Linked DNA regions of Arachis hypogaea: region 1 is linked to region 2. A link is a contact called in public Hi-C data. All regions are on one chromosome and are shown on one strand. Each heading gives the region's core, a stretch centred on a gene start, on an enhancer-like site or on the middle of the called end of the contact. The rest is flanking DNA. Distances are from core to core; before and after follow the strand shown.

Region 1 (2,700 bases), core at 96-2,595, 130 kb before region 2:
TCAAATGGAAAGATTCGGATAAAAGAGTAGAGAGAAATGTGTGTGAAACAGTGCATAAAGTGGTGATTTGATATAATCCTAAAGTAGTGCAATAGTCTCACCTTGAAATTGAGTTGAAAAATAAAAATTTTAAAAAACATTGAATTTTACCTCTGTAACCAAATGAACCTTGTTTTCAAAAAATGAAAAAATTAATATTGAAAACAAAAATATAAGTCCAAGTTAAAATGAAAAACAATTTTTTTAAATCCAAATCCAAAATAGGCCCAACACTTTTAGACATAAGTGGCCCATCTAAGAGTAGACAAGTAAACATCCTAGGCCCACCAAATCTGATAAGCCTCCAACGAGTCTAAATAGCAACAAATCAAATTAATGAAGCTACTCATCATCTGCCCAAAATAGTCTCATCTCGACTTATGAGGCAAAACGCTTGAACCAGAATGTCAGAAGGATTAAGAAAAATTAGATGAATCAAGAATGCCCAGAGCAGTTCGTAATTTGCTGAACCTCTCTTCTATCAATGGTTTAGTAAAAATATCAGATAGTTGATCTTCAGATTTAACAAACTGAATATCTAAATTTCCATTTTGCACATGTTCTCTTATAGAATGAAATCTAACTTCTATGTGCTTTGTTATAAAGTGCAAAACAAGGTTTTTGAAAATATTTATAGCACTCATATTGTCACAAAATAATAGAATGTTAGATACTTTCAGTTTATAATCAGCTAACTGAGTTTTTAACCATAGTAGTTGAGAACAACAAGATAAGGCTGTAATATACTCAGCTTCGGCAGTAGAGAGTGCTACTGTTGTTTGCTTTTTGCTTGACCAAACAATGAGTGATTTTCTAAGGAAGTAACACATGCCACTTGTGCTTCTTCTATCAATTCTGTCCCCAACAAAATCTGCATCACAAAAATCCACTAATTGAAAGGAATCAGTCTTTGGAAACCATAAACCATATCAGTGGTACCAACCACGTATCGGATGATTCTCTTGACAGCTGAAAAATGTGATTCCTTAGGCTTTGATTGAAATATTGAGGATACTCCAACACTTTGGATGACATCAAGTCTTGAGGAGGCTAGATACATCAAAGAGCCAATGATCCCTCTATAGCGCATCTCATCAACATCTCTAGCATGTTCATCTTTGTCAAGCTTGATATTTGGATGCATGGGAGTTCCCATTGGCTTGGCACTTTTTAGCCCGAATTTCTTAACAAGTTCCTTTGCATATTTTTCTTGATGAATGAATATGCCTTCTGCAGTTTGCTTTATTTGCAAGCCTAGAAAGAAGTTGAGCTCTCCCATCATGCTCATATCAAATTCACTAGTCATAAGCTTAGCAAAATCTGCACACAAATCCTCATTAGCCGAACCAAAGATAATATAATCAACATAAACTTGCACAATAATGAAATGATCATTATAATTCTTAATAAATAAAGTGGTGTCAATGGCTCCTCTTTGAAAATTTTTTTCAATAAAAATGAGCTAAGCCTCTCATACCAAGCTCTAGGAGCTTGTCTTAAACCATATATGGCTTTAGCTAGTTTGAAAACATGGTTAGAAAAAATTTTGTTTTCAAACCCAAATGGTTGAGCCACATAAATCTCTCTATCTATTATGCCATTGAGGAAAGCACACTTTACGTCTATTTGGAATAGCTTGAAGCCACAATGAGCTGCATATGCAAGGAGCAATCTGATGGCTTCTATTCAAGCTACAGGTGCAAAGGATTCATCGAAATCAATCCATTCCTCTTGATCATAGCCTTGAGCAACCAATCTTGCTTTGTTTCGGATAATGGTTCCATTTTCACCCAATTTATTTCTGAAAATTCATTTAGTGCCAGTGACTTTCTTTTCATTGAGTGAGGCACTAATCTCCAGACCTGGTTTTTCTCAAACTTCTGCAATTCCTCCTCCATAGCTAATACCCAAGATGGATCAGCAAGAGCTTCTTGGATATTTTGAAGTTCAATCTTTGATATAAGAGCTAAGTTAGTGGATTCAGCTCTTTTCAAAGATGATCTAGTTGATATTCCTTTGGAGGGATCACCAATTATGAATTTCTCTGGATAGTTTTTTAGAAAATTTCATTCCCTGGGCCTTCTGGTTTGAGTTGAGGATTCAGGTTCCTCTTGATCAACAATGGCCTCTGCATCAGTGTTTTCTGCTGCGATAGGAGATAATTCCAAATTGTCCCCTGCAAAATTGGAATTTTCGCTGCTAATAAGTACAACTTCATAAGAACTTGGATTTTGAGGAATTGACTCAGTATTCTTGGGTAATTCAGCTTCAAAACATGGACTATCATCAATGCAAACACTAGGAACATTGTTAGACTCACAGAATGTGACATGCATGGTTTTTTCAATAGTTTGTTGTATACTCTATAAGTCTTGTGGTGGACGAAATTGTGATAAAAGAATTTCAGGCACTGTTAGAGAAGCTCACAACTCCGTTCAACTAACCAGCAAGTGTACTGGGTCGTCCAAGTAATAAACCTTATGTGAGTAAGGGTCGATCCCACAGAGATTGTTGGTATGAAGCAAGCTATGGTCACCTTGTAAATCTCAGTTAGGCAGATTAAATTGGTTTATGGGTTTTCGAAAATAGAAATAAGAAAATAAATAATAAAAGGGATAGAGTACTCATGCAGCTTCATTGGTGGGAATTTCAGATAAGCGA
Region 2 (2,847 bases), core at 60-2,559:
AATTAGATCTCTATACTTTTTTTCTTTTTAATTGAGTCATTGGACCAATTTTTTTTAATTAGATTCCTATACTTTTTTTCCTTTTATTTGGATCCCTACACTAATTTTTTTTTATAATTAAGTCCCTCTTGACATGAGGTACTTACCTACGCGTACGCATAACAAAAAAACGCACACACAAGCTGCATTTTAACACTTCTACGCATACACGTGAGTCATGCGTATACGTGACCCCTATTTCAACAAATATGGTTTAAATCTAAAAAAATTAACATATAAATTTGGTTTTTAATTGAATTTTCTTTTTATTATGAAGAACTTCCAAACTCACATCTAGTGATCCAACATAGGTTGGTGTGATCTCTCTCTCTGAGTTTAAGATTTAGAGTATTAATATTTTCGGTTATATACACACTCAGGGTTCATTTTTCTCTAATCACCAATTAGGGTACATTTTTTAATCCAAGTACATTTTGACAAAATTTAATTTGTTTCTAACAACGGAATAAGATAAGATAGAATAAGATATAAATAACAAGATATAAATTTTTTTGTTCTTATATTTTGTTTAATGATAAACTAAAATAAATTATAAAAATTTAATTTATTCTTATTTTTTTATTTAAAAAATTTAGACGAAAAATATAATAATAAAAATATAATTATAAAAAATTAACAAAAATAATAAAAGAAAAATTAAAAAATATATTATATTTTTTATTAATATTTTAATATTTTTTCTGTTAGAATGAATACAAAATATACTAATTTAATATTTTTAAACATAATATTTTTATTTATATCTTATTTATTAAATATAATTTTATATGTCTGTATCTTTATCTCAATATCTCGTGTCTATAAATAAACGCAGTCTTTGTGCGTGGCTGAGGATCTCACCCACTGCAGAGTGCAAGTGCAGACGGTAAAACATTCCATCGTCCAAAAAAAAAAAAAAAGTAAAAAATTAGTTATTCTCCTAATGGCTCATTTTGCATTGTGATTTGTGACTTGTGCTTTTGGTCAAAGTAATTTCACTCGAATATTTTATCTTCAGACCAAAAAATATAAAAATAAAAAATATGTTTGGGCCTTAACCATAACTATGACTAAGAGTATGATAATTTTTTCCTTGCCCGAAAACAAAGATCTAATTGCTGGGACAAAAACCGAAAACAAAATAGATAATTATTAAGAAAGAAAAAGATTAAAAAAAGTCTTTTAGGCTTTTGGTCATTTTTATTTTGGGTATTACAATCAATGTACACACGAGACACTACCAAGTTCCAAAGTTTTATTTATTTGGTTTGCAAGGCTGTGGATTAACTAACTGAACTAGGCCTTGCATTCCTTGGGCTTTCTTATGCATATTTATTATTGTAAATTATTATCAAAAAAATTTGAGAGATGGTCCCAACATGGTCCCTAATAATTTTTTTGAAACACTACGAGATCTTCAAACAAAAACTATACTTTTTTCGATCTTTAATATTTAATTTTGTGAGAAGAATTAGTCTCTATGTCAATGATCTCTATTCAAAATATACTTATGTGATACATTAATCATTAATATATCCTCTATTTAATTTTTATAAGTAAAAATAATTTAAAAATTATTAATATTTTTTAGTTTTACACAATAAATATAACTAATGTATTTAAAACAGGTAATAAAAAATAAAAATAAAAACTAAATGGTCTTGATAATTATCCTTAAAAAACAACGAAACTCCCAACAAAAGAGAATTTGTTAATCTTAGTTGGTTCTTAATGGATAAATCAACAATTTAACATATCATGTAGACTTATAAAGATAGAAAATATTGATAGAAGAACTAATCAATCTTATAAAAATAAAGATTAAAAGTCAAAAAGAGTTTTTTTTTTGGTCAAAAGCCTCGTATTTTAAAATAACTGTGAGGGTCGTTTAAGATTTTTTCTCAAAAAATAAAGAGCAAGTCTTTTGTGTAATTGTGTGTGATGAAGCCACCAACTTTCATATATAATTTTTGAGATTTTTTTTCTTTTAATCATTTGATAAAGTGTGATTTTTTAATGTTTAAAAAAAATTCTATTATATCAAGATCAAAGGTGATTGATTGGTTGATTAAATTTTGTTTTAATTGGCAAAATATATTTCAAGCACACATGGAAAAATAAGAAATGGATCCTTTGAATTTTTTCTTCTGAACTATTTAGTAAAGTATGATCTTTTACTTGACATTCTTAAGTATGAACAAAAAAAATTTTAGTAGTCAAGCTAGTTCCTGAAAAATAAGTCATTTTTTAAATTTGTCTCTAAATTTTTTTTTCAATAATCAAATTGATCCTTTAAAGATTACGAATTAATTATATCTATTTTTCAGTTACTTCACTCATAATTTCATCAATGATTGATAATGTGAAATATTAACTGATAGCATACATAATATATAACATGTTCAATTGAACGTTGACTAAATATATTTATGAAGATCTATCAATTTAGTTATTAGATTATATTGAGAATATGATATTTGTAATTAAAAAAAATGACTACATTACTAAATTTTCGTGAACATATTTGGTTAATATTCAATTAGATATATTAAGTATTATATATGTTATCAATTAATGTTTTACGATATCAATTTTTGAAAAAAAATTATTAATGGAGTGATTGGAAGACAAAATTTGTAATCTTTGAAAAACCAATTTAATTAAAAAAAATTTTTAGGGATGAATTTAAAAAATATCTTATCTTTTAAGAACTAATTTAACTATTAACGTATAAAAAAATGTAAAAAAATATTAAAAGATAAAAATCACACTTCATTAAATAATAAAGAGAAAAAATGTAAAAAATCC

What was found. Hi-C and Micro-C count contacts between places; a contact is called where the count stands out from the background.
Region 1: a Hi-C map of leaf shows a contact between it and region 2, with 2.2 times the contacts expected there. The contact joins the promoter of LOC140183427 here to the enhancer-like site in region 2. A contact is called at or near these places in 2 of 8 Hi-C or Micro-C datasets (leaf and an unstated tissue).

What each region holds. Positions count from the first base shown.
Region 1 is chr3:37,509,390-37,512,089 of arahy.Tifrunner.gnm2.J5K5, reverse strand. LOC140183427 reads right to left here and starts at 1,345. Exons shown (of 1, transcript XM_072231840.1): 1 at 929-1,345. The coding sequence starts at 1,345. The coding sequence ends at 929.
Region 2 is chr3:37,378,418-37,381,264 of arahy.Tifrunner.gnm2.J5K5, reverse strand. No RefSeq gene overlaps it. Among protein-coding and RNA genes, the nearest start is that of LOC112776243, 18 kb to the left of the region's middle. Within about 2 kb of position 1,309, at least 1 of the 3 cell types and tissues checked has open chromatin away from gene starts, as enhancers often do.